Linked DNA regions of Mus musculus: region 2 is linked to region 1. The links are chromatin contacts, called in public Hi-C maps. All regions are on one chromosome and are shown on one strand. Each heading gives the region's core, a stretch centred on a gene start, on an enhancer-like site or on the middle of the called end of the contact. The rest is flanking DNA. Distances are from core to core; before and after follow the strand shown. Region 1 overlaps Vps54 (VPS54 GARP complex subunit). Region 2 has its middle 16 kb from the start of Gm32213.

Region 1 (5,688 bases), core at 1,157-3,656:
AAGTTCCAGGAGAGCCAGAGATACAGCAAGACCCTGCCTCAAAATAACAACAACAACAACAACAACAACAAATTCTGTATCTTAAATAATTTTATTTATTTTGGAGTTAGGAGATCTTCACTTGAGTGGACGGCTGTCCTACCCTCATTGTGGCTTCCGTTTGCATCTGAGGTGCTTTTTGTTTCTGCATTTATCGTTTCTACGTAGCCTAGCAGTGAGGAGGAGAGTGCAGGGGACTGGGATTCTCCTTGTTTTGTTTTGGTTCAAACTTTTGAATTTGGTATACAGTGCACTTGTGGGACAAAAGTTAAATTCTAAATGTTCAGCTCAAATAATTATTCCAAAATGCAAATATTTCATCAAGAAATATTGTCAAGAAATGGAACAGTATCAGCTCTCTAGAAAACTTACCCTCCCCTGCCCTGGCTCTAATCAATTTCATCTGGAATCAAGTCATTAAAACTATTAGTGTGTGTGTGTGTTTTGTTGCTTTCATTTTCAGTTGTATATCATAGAACCACACTTTTGTGTTTATCTGCTTTCTTTCCTTCAATATTATGTGTGTGATAAGTGCATGTAGTGGGACTTTATTTGTATACAAAAATAATGTCCTATGACAACATCACAATACAAAAGTCATTCTGCTATTGATAAGATTTGGGGTTATTTCTATTTTTAGGGATTGGCCTGCCTTTGGTGATTTCATGAATTGCTGGTTCTTATGCATACTATGCACTGTTAAATCCTTAGCTTTTAAATGCTTGTCAATATTTTTGTTGTACACGCTACAAACAAATGTTGGAAAATATATATGCACATATAGACACCAGGAATGGAGACGGACACATGCACACGTGTGTGTGCGCGCGCACACAATCACTGAATATAATGGGCTTACATTTTAGTTGAGTGCACAGCCAAAAAGGACAGCCAACACATGAGAATGCAGGAGAATTTGTTGCCTGTAGGCAAGAGATCAATTTTAAAAGATGGCATTCTCTTAAATGGGGGGAAAAAAAGGTAAGGAATTTATATAGAAAGTCTATACGTATTCATATGGGAATAAACCGTGGGGCAGGCACATTTCTGAGCATATTCACTGTAAAATACACATAACTGGGCATTCTCAGTTAAGGTTATAATTCAAGAGGAAAAGACTGCAGAAGGGAAGGCCCTGGACACACCAGTCTGCCCTGTAAAAGCAGAAGCGGGAAGGTTCTCTGGGTTTTTAGCCTCATGTGCATTTGCTCATTACTTAGAGTCCTGTCAGGAAGAGTTCCATTGCCTCACATCTTCATTCACTCCCCTCACTCTCCCCATTTGGTAGTCTTGTACATGTTGGCTGCTCGGAGTCTAGGTTGCAACTGTAGGAGTTTTAGTTTTGTCCTGGTTATTGGTAGGAGAACACCTTTCCGTGTACTTACTGTCCCTTTTGATAGCTTCTCCTGGCAAGTGTATAAAGAGGGTCTTTGCCTGTCTGCCCCCCCCTCCCTCCCTCTTCCTTTCTTAGTGATTTGCTGGAGTTGCTTGTGTAAGCACATGTCTGCTCTCCAACCATATTGCAAAATCATCTACCACTTTGTGAATTCCTACTTCATTCTCTAGTTAAGGTCTTTTTGGTTAAAAAAGGCTATTAATTTTAAATATGTCCCTTTGACAATTAGATTGACAGTTTCTCTGTAATTGTTTTGTATCATGCAAGATTTTCTTCCTTTTTTTCCTCCTATACCTAGATAATCCTTTAGCTCATTTAGCTAAAATGCCATCTTCCTTACTGTTCTGTATGTAGTACCACTGTTGCTATAAACCAGATACTCAGAGAAGTGTGTAGTCATTACAGTTCATTCCTTCGTTCGTTTGTTCTTTCTTTTTTTTTTTTTTTGTTTTTTTGTTTTTTTGAGACAGGGTTTCTCTGTGTGGCCCTGCCTGTCCTGGAACTCACTCTATAGACCAGACTGGTCTCGAACTCAGAAATCTCCTGCCTCTGCCTCCCGAGTGCTGGGATTAAAGGCGCCACCACCATGCCCGGCTATCATTACGTTTCTTATTCTGTGATAAAGCACCATGTTCACTGCAGTAGGAGAGAGTTGACCTGGCATGAGGGAGGCCCTAGCTTCACTCTCCATCTTGCTCTTGTTTTTTAGGAACATGGTCTAGAATTTGTACTTTTTACTGTCACTTCCACAGCAGAGGCTAGGATGTGACATATGACTCGCTCTGTAAAAGAGCTTGAGAACTAGAGTCTTTAGTTAGTTGTCTGTCTGTCAGTTAAAGATACTTGTGCAGCTAAAGCCGTTACTGTGGCAGGGGAGAGAAGTATTGAAAGCAGCTAGCAGCTTGCTGTGACATTTGACAGTCTTAAGCCTGCATCACAGTTGTTTATGTGGGTTTATTTCCTGTCCTCATTGTCTGTCACTTTAGAATCTTCTCTGGCATTCCTTCATTGCATGTTACCACAGGATGAAACATAGGCACTGTCTATGGTTCTGCTTATGTTCAGCTTATACACCAGTGCCTGAAAGCTTGCCACTCAACTCGGAGGTGACAGGGAAGTTAAAAGCAATTAAACTCAAAGAGCTTTTCTAAGGAAAAATTACAGCTAATTAAACAAGATCTAAGAACATTCACACTTTTGGTTAGGCCACTGCAGTATTTAAAAACTTTTTATTTACTGTTTTCTGTTTATGTCTTTGTGAGTTAGTAGCATATGGCTAAGGGTTCTAAATTCATTAGTGATTCTGTTACATGGCAAATTTTTAGTAATCCTTTAGAAAATAAGACCTCATTTCAGTAGGAAATTTGAACATCTAAATGAGCATTTTTTGGTTGGAATTGGCATTAGTACCAGACTGTTTTTATATAAATAAGTGTTTTGAGCATTGGAGAGGAAACTCAAGTCAGCAAAAAGAGTTTTACATCTGAACACAGGTCATACGTTGGATGTGGAGGTGTGCTCTTGAGATCGAAGTGCTGAACAGGCAGAGGCATGGAAATGACTAGCCAACTTGCCTAGCCAACTTGCCTAGCCTACTTGCTGAGCTAGTGTGAGGCTCTGTGTCATAAACGAGGTAAATGGTCCCTGAGGAAGGAAACCAAAGGTTGCGTTCTGGCTCCATTTGTACCCACTACATCTGTCCCGTCCCCCTAATCCCTGAAATTATGGAACAGAGGAAGTTTAATGAATTAGAGACCAATTCTAGATTTTGGTCTTTCTCTCTTACTATTGCAGCTGTGGGTTGATCATTTAAACTACTGAGGGCCACAGTCTACCTGACTCAGTAAAATTATACAAGACTGTTTTGAGAATACCTTAAGACTATTAACCCTGCTGTTATTCTAAGACACTAGTAAATAGGTTTAGCGATATAATTTTGAGGGATAATAAACTTTCTTCAATATCATAACCCAGTAATATAAATCAGAGCCTGCTAATAATAACTTTGAAAATTGTCTTATTCCATCGAAAGGGCTATAAATGACACAGGCACTTAACTTGGCTTATTATGATGCTAAAGAATTGTTGGCATAGAATAAGTGGCATTTATTTATTTATTTTATTTTATTTAGACAGGGTTTCTCAGTATAGCCCTGGCTGTCCTGGAACTTGCTTTGTATGCTAGGATGTCTTTGAACTCAGAGATCTGCCTACCTCTGCCTATTGAGTGCTGGGATTAAAGGTGCATGCTACCACTGCCAAGCTCTGTGGTCTTTATGCTTCTTGAATGGAAATATTTAGAAATAGAAAAATCTTGCATTTCCCCTCAAAATATAAACACAACTGTTTAATACAGCTTCCTTAAGGGCTCTGTCTTTCCAGTGCTAAGCACTAAGTTCAGTAAGTCCTCTGCCACTAAGTAACTTACACTCACAGGAAGAAAGAACCTACTTGCTATGAATGTCCTCCCTCCTCACTGGCCATCCCAGCTTGTTCCTCTCAGGGCATCACAGAGCTGCTCCTGCACAGCTGCCACCTCACCTCAGAACACATCTCTTCTGCTGTAATGGCTGCAGACTGCAGCTGCAGGGTGAGCTAAGTGGTAGGACTAGTACAGTAAAAAAGTTAGGCCTCTGAAATGTTACCTTGAGCACCATTAAAACTTATTAAAATGGACAATAGCTAGCCCAGAATTTTTTCCACAAATGTGAATTCTCTATCTTTGTCCTCCTCTTTGATACATCACATATGGAGAATACTGTGTTTCCTGATTAAATCTCATTGTCTCATCTTCAGAGTCAGTGAAGACATGAGGTTAACTGACTTGGAGCTAGGAAAACTAGCAAGTAACATCCAGGAGTTACTGTGTAATGCTTCAGATGTATGCCATGATCGAGCTGTCAAATTTCTCATGTCAAGAGCAAAGGTATTTTATTTTCATATAGTCTTGGAGATTCTTCTGTATATACAAAGTGTTACTTTAGAGATCTAAGTTATATGTAACTGTACCTATGTTCTGTCACAGTCTTATCCATCTTAACACTTGGAAAATTGATGGTATTATTGCTGTGGTCTTCTAAGGAGCTACTAAGATGTCAAATAATTAGAAAATAGAAATAGAAAATTATAAAACTATCCTTTTCCAATTATTTGTTTATTTAAAAGACTTAAAAATATAGCACCATAATAATTAATTTAAATCTAATATGCTGGTTTACCTACACACACAAACAAAAAGGTGTAACTTGAATATATTTGAGTTACTGTGTTACAAAGTGATGACCGGCTTTAGACATCTTCAGCTCTGTATGTTCCAAGTTTTGGATTCTAAAGTATTAGGAAATTTCAGCTAAAGTATAAATGTTTTAAATCATAAATATAATATGATACAACTAACATACTAGGAAAATAAAAATAACAGTAGCAGTTACTAAGCTCCGTCAGTTTTATAGCTCATGCATCTTTTGTGTAATACTAACTTTTGTCATGATGCGGTGTTTTTAAAACTTAGGACGGTTTTCTTGAAAAATTGAATTCCACGGAATTCATAGCACTCTCGAGATTAATGGAGACATTCATAGTGGACACTGAACAGATCTGTGGGAGGAAGAGCACGTCACTGCTTGGGGCCCTTCAGAGCCAAGCAAATAAGTTTGTGAACAGGTTTCATGAAGAGAGGCGGACCAAGCTCAGGTAGCGCCGGGTACCTTCTCTGCTTTCCTTTTCTTTACAGAACAGCTGTGGTTAAAGGGTAAACGTAGTTGATCACAGGCCAAATTCCTCCGAATGGGGGAGTAAGATCAAATTTCTTAGATTCCGATGGAATTAGACTTTTTATCTTTGTTGAAGTCTTTTATCAGTTGATCCTCACTGAATGTCTCTTTCTCAGGGTTGACTAAATTGGTTTTCTTAGCTGATTTTGGCTAGGCTAAGAGACAAACACCTGTTTGTTCTGTTAGTGGGTGGGTCCAGTTTATTCTGTTCCTTCTAGCTAACGACTGATCCTGAGATGTGCCTGTTAAAGTTCACCATTTTTTCCTTTCCTTTTGAACAGCCTCCTCTTAGACAACGAGCGTTGGAAGCAGGCTGATGTTCCTGCAGAATTTCAGGATCTTGTTGATTCTATAGCGGATGGAAAGATTGCTTTACCTGAAAAAAAGCCAGTGGGTATGTGTAGTTTGTCACACATGGTTCCTCCCACTGTATATTGATGACGATGAGGGCATACCTCTGTCCCACAGCCTACAGTCTAC
Region 2 (5,589 bases), core at 3,087-5,586, 520 kb before region 1:
GGGTTCGGGCCTCAGAAAAGCAGGGAGCTTATTGCTACAGAATAGCTGACTGAAGAATTTGTTTTTCATACATGGTGGAAACTGTAAAGTATATTTGTTTCTTACAAGGATATGAACAACTGCCATCAATTCAGTCAAGCAGACCCATGATGGCCATACCATTCAATAGGATTTCTTGTTTGGAGAGTTGTTGGTTCTTCTTTAGGAAGACAAAGCAGCAGAGAATCAAAATATGGACTGAAGCTTTAAAGTTATTGGTCTAAAGTGTGTTTTAAAAACAACCATGTAGTTATAAATTAAAATATGTCAGAGGCTGCAGAGATGACTCAGAGGTTAAGAGCACTGGCTGCACTTCCAGAGGTCCTGAGTTAAATTCTCAGTATTCACATGGTGGCTCACAACCATCTGTAATGAAATCTGGTGTCCTCTTCTGGCCTGCAGGTATGCATGTAGGCAGAATGCTGTATTCATAATAAATAAACAGATTTTAAAAAACCACATCTATCATTTTCTTAGCTTGCTTCCTATTACTGTAAGAGAACATTCTGACCAAGAGCAACTTGGGGAGGGAAGGATTTATTTGTCTTATAGGTCACAGTCTACCACTGAGGGAATTAGATAAGGAATACAAGGCAGGAACTGAAGAGAAACCAGGAAGATATATTGCTTGCTGACTTGTTCCTCATGGCTTGCTCAGCCTGCTTTCATATACAATGCAAAACTACCTGTCCAGGATTACCACTGGCCACAGTAGGCTGGGCACTCCCTTATTAACCATTAAACAAAAAGAATGTCTTCCACAAACTTGCTGACAGGCCAATCTGATGGAGGTATTTTCTTAAAAGAGGTCCCCCTTCCTTAATGACCCTAGCTTGTGTCAAGGTGGCACTCAAAAACAATTTAGAAAATACAGAAAAGACTACACTTAAATTTGAAATAATAGTAAAAACAAAAATCCTAAGTTGGGGCTAGAGAGATGGCTCAGTGGTTAAGAGCACTGTTTGCTCTTCCAGAGGACCCAGGGTTCAATTTTCAGCACATGGCAGTTTTAGACCATCTGTAACTTCAATTTCAGGGGGTCCAATGTGCTTCCTGACCTCTGTGGGTACCAGGCACACATGTGGTACACAGACATCCGTGCAGGCAAAATACTCCAACACATTTTAAAAAGTAAGTATATTTTCCCTTAAAAAGGGAATTGGTTTATGTTGTAGGACCCTGGTGACTCACCAGCCAAAAATAAAGACACCAAGACCTTTCAATATTTCAAAGCTTAGGCCTTACAGACTCTAGCTATACCTTCCAGGCCTGTGGTCAGTCTCTCTCCTCTCCTGTCTCCTGGCAAAAAGACCTTCCTGTTTCTTCTTCCCAGAGTCCTTTGCAGCAAATATCATATGGGATGGTGGCCTCAAGGCCCACAGCCCTGAATACCACAGCAGACAGGGCATCAACAGGGGCTACAGCCTTGTTCCACCTAGCTGAGGGTCTCTGCAGCTCTGCATACTCGTGGTTGCCCACTTTCACTTCCATGGCAACCATAAAAAAGAAATGAAGAATGTTAACAGATTTGAGAGCCATGAATAGAGTAATCCATCCAATGGATTCATTACATCCTGGAGTTCCTTTCCCTTCTTTATTAAGCTAAAGTTTGTAAATCATACCATTGATACATATTCAGGGTTTCAATGCTGAAGAGCATAGGGCCCTTTAAAGGGCCAGGCACACAAACTAAATCATTATACATGTTTATGTAGAAACACTATGAAGCAAATTACTTGTATCTGGGGCATCTTGTTTGCTTGTGTTACATTGTATATATCCTGCTCTTTGCTGATACAGAAGCTGAAGTAAGGACCTAATGACCCTAATGAAGTAAGGGGTTTCCCAGGGGTTTCCACCCATAGGTCATGGAAGCCAGTAAAAACAATTGTGGTTGGTGGTGGTCATTCACAAACTATTTTCATTTGTTGCATGGAAATATATACACATTAAATCCAAAACATTTTCTCTCTCCTTAAAACCATTCAGTATGGTCTCTAGAGTTCAAGGTGACAAACACTAACTAGATCTGTAATATTCCTTCTGCAGTGGTTTAAAAACAAAATAAATTTAACAGTTTTTCTGAGAGTTTGTGGACCAAAAATTCAATGAGGAGCTCTGTTTCCACAATATATTAAAAATAAAACAAAATGACCAAGACCTTCTGAGCTGAGAAACTCGATGTTGAAAGAGGTTATCATACTGCAGCCAAAGTGACTTTCACTGATAACATGTCCCCAAAGTAGCAGTTCCTCTTCCTGTGGTGTAGGGTTTATCTTTGGGTTAACTTTCCTCTTCCCAGCTTCTCTGGCCTAGGATTAGTGCTAGTTCTCCTCTTCCTCCTCCTCCTTCTCCATTCCCCCCACCATTTCTATGGCTAGATCTGCTGAAAGTGTACACTCACCCCACCCAGCAAGCTACAGGGTCTTGGGTCTTGGCCAAGCCACCCTACTTGTTGCTCTTCAAGCAAGCCTATGGGATGCTGACTTAAGATGACCATAGAGTTTTTGTTTTGTTTTATTTAGTTTTGAAAAAAAATGCAGTCATCTTATTCCAGATAGAGCTTTGGACAAACTACCTTTTAAAAACTGCAATATATAATGGACATCTCCTCCTCCTATCTAGTCATACATGCTTTCCTCACCTCTCCTTTCCTTCCCTTTTTCCTCTTCCCCCTCCTTATCCTCTTCTTCCCCTTCTTCTTCCTCTTCTTCCTTCTCCCCATCCTCACTAATGCAGCTGGCTGTAACTTTATGAAACAACTCTCGTGCTAAGTAACTGAGGTGCCTGTGTGATGCTTTGCTGTGACAGGATGGGGCAAGCCTGGTGTTGGTTATGATACGCTGTGTGGTCAGAGAGCACTCCCAGAATGCATTTGGACTCTGGGCATGGGCTGGGAGTTGCAGGGGGAGATTGTGAATTGGGTGACCGCAGAGATGACAGAATGCTGCTGAATCTGTTGGCTCTTCTGTGTCTTCACTTGGGAAGGTATCCCCAGACCAGCTAGAGACCAGCTAGAGTCTTTAGTTGTAGACTAAGAAGTCTGCAGCAATAAGAAGGCTGTTTATGCACATGCTTGATTCAGATTTCAGGCCTTAGCACAAAAGTTTGCTCTGCAGTCACTCAGGTGTTCTTAGGAGATAAGTAGCACAACTGAGGAAAAGCCAACCTTGGGAAATGTATACTGTCTAGCTGTGCTTCTGCCCAGTTGCCCTCCTCCCCCAGTCTGTTTATGTACTCCATCTTTGCACTCTTTACCTGTTGACAGGTATGTGCCCAGGCATCTTGCTGGTCCTGTCCTGCCCACTTTGCCATCCATGAACTTATAATGCACACCCACAGAGTGCAGCAGTGCTCTGCAAATGGGTGTGGCCTGACTCCAAGCCCTACTTTCTTTACCTTTCTTTTTAAAAATATTTATTTATTATGTATATGAACACTGTAGCTGTCTTCAGACACTAGAAGACGGCATCAGATCCTATTACAGGTGGTTGTGGGACACCTGTAATTGAACTCAGAACCTCTGGAAAAGCAGTCAGTGCTCTTAACCACTGTACCATCTCTCTAGCCCCTGACTCTCTCTTAATTGTGTAAGTTTATGATTACTTTTTTTTCCTTATAGAATTCACTCTTTGAAGCATCATTAGTTGGAAATGAATTGGAGATGGGTGTCTTTTGTTTTTGGTTTTTAACAAAGTACATTTAACAAAGAGCAGCATAACACTAATAACCCAGGGCAAAACGTAATATGACAGGTGTGTATTAGATAGCACCAATCTCCAATAGCAAAAATAATGAAAATTCTAGATTCCTGAGCATCTGTTTGAGTCTCTAAATTAAGTGATTTCTATCTTCTGTGACGAGACAAGGGAGGAGGGGGGCTTTCTCTCTATCCTCTCTACTGTTGCTCTTGGGTGGTCAAAGCATGGCTCTACTTTTCTGTCCTTGGTTCCCCTTTGAGCATCTTGCACAGGATTTTCTTCTGCTTGGGCTCTTCAGGGTGGCATCACCCTGTCATTCTGGAGTAGGTGAATGCTTCCCATTGTTTACCAACTTAGCTGCTGCCATTTGCTAGAGACTTCAATCCACGGAAGCTGTTTAGAAGCTGGAAAGAGGTGTCCCCCAACAATGTACCCTATTTCTGGCATTTTACCCTAAATCCATTCTTCCTGGTAATCATTTCTTACCCCCATGGCAAACCATGTCTTTTCTTGCCAGGGCTCACAGACATCAGCTCTCCAGGAAATGACTTTTGCAGTCTCTCCACAGAGGCACAGGAAGAGAGAACTGGTGTCTCATTGCTAATTGACCACACTGTGGTAGAGAAGGCCATGATGTAGGAGTAAAGACTTTAGAGTTGACACAAATACGTCTAACAAAGACCAGCAGCTGCTATCACTGGCATGGGTAGAAAGCCGACTTTGTGTGAAAAATTCAGTAATGGAGTCACCAGAAAGTCGGTATGTGGAGGAGTGACCTAGGGTGTGGTGACAGATCAGGATACCGAGAGCAATACAACTCACGATTGATGGGTATGAATGGACACACGTGTGTGTGCGCAATGTGTGCATGCATGTGTGAGTGAGTACATGTGTGTGCGCATGTCTGTGTGTGTGTGTGTGCATGTGCCTTAGACACTTAGCCAGAGGTTCTAACAAGCTGCCCAACAAGCAGACACCCGAGAGATTTCTGAGGCCATCAGTCTGGACTAACACGTTGCCCACTTTGAGGCTGTCAGTCTGGACTAACACATTGTCCAGGCACGTTTCCTCTCCAGATTGTTAAGTTGGTCTGTTGACAAGCAGCCCTCCCATGTCTCGGAACCATCTTTGATTTAGGACCATTCCAAGCCCTGTCCATCATTCTCACTCTCCTCTCCACAGATGACACGATGCCGGCCCCAGCTCTTCTCCAGGTTAGATTTGTCTTTGTGCTTTTCCCTTACCTTCATTTTTTTCCTCTCTAGTTGGTGAGAGGCCATCACCCAGCAGCACCTTAAAGTTCTCATTCCCCACCACCTTGAGACACACCTTAGTGACCCAACTGCAGAAGCCTGAGATGTGCACAGTGCCTTCGTTATCTGATTGCTAACCCGTCTTTCTTGTTTCTTTTACAAACCTTTCTGGAAGGTATAGGGTATGCTTGCTGGGTTGCTCCACTTTTCTTAAAATTGGAACCATCACGTTGCTTGTTGAAACTGGCTTTTTTTAAAATGAAGGATATATATTTATTAACAGTGAAAAAACATTTACCCAAAGTGAACATTATAAAATACAGAGTACCTCCATGTTCTGGGTAGTTCATTTTTGTAGCATTATCTCTACCTACATAGAGTTCTGTTTTACTTATTTGGGATATGTGTGTGTGTGTGTGTGTGTGTGTGTGTTATATGTATATCACTAACCAGAGTCTTAACTTACACATCAAGATAAACAAGAATATTAATTTAATGACTTTTGAGTAATGATTACTAGGGAAAACATATTACACACATTATTTGTTGTCAATCCCTGGATATTTTAAAACTAAGTTAGTTACTAAAATATAAAA

What was found. A called contact is a pair of places that touch in the nucleus more often than the background predicts.
Region 2: a contact with region 1 is called in a Hi-C map of CD8 T cells, with 2.6 times the contacts expected there. The contact joins two enhancer-like sites. A contact is called at or near these places in 1 of 39 promoter capture datasets (the C10 cell line), 3 of 15 datasets of contacts at CTCF or cohesin (the NIH/3T3 cell line, large pre-B cells and pro-B cells), 27 of 484 Hi-C or Micro-C datasets (B cells, the Ba/F3 cell line, the C10 cell line and 16 more), 1 of 115 datasets of contacts at active chromatin or transcription factors (memory CD8 T cells) and 2 of 9 other capture datasets (embryonic stem cells and liver).

Annotation. Positions count from the first base shown.
Region 1 is chr11:21,301,420-21,307,107 of GRCm38.p6, forward strand. Vps54 (VPS54 GARP complex subunit) reads left to right here. Exons shown (of 23, transcript NM_139061.5): 13 at 4,232-4,361; 14 at 4,947-5,128; 15 at 5,490-5,602. Among named protein-coding and RNA genes, the nearest start is that of Mir1933, 40 kb to the right of the region's middle. Within about 2 kb of position 2,407, at least 17 of the 459 cell types and tissues checked have an H3K27ac peak or open chromatin away from gene starts, as enhancers often do. A contact at or near this core is called in CD8 T cells, where this site is marked.
Region 2 is chr11:20,776,190-20,781,778 of GRCm38.p6, forward strand. No RefSeq gene overlaps it. Among named protein-coding and RNA genes, the nearest start is that of Gm32213, 16 kb to the right of the region's middle. Within about 2 kb of position 4,337, at least 15 of the 459 cell types and tissues checked have an H3K27ac peak or open chromatin away from gene starts, as enhancers often do. A contact at or near this core is called in CD8 T cells, where this site is marked.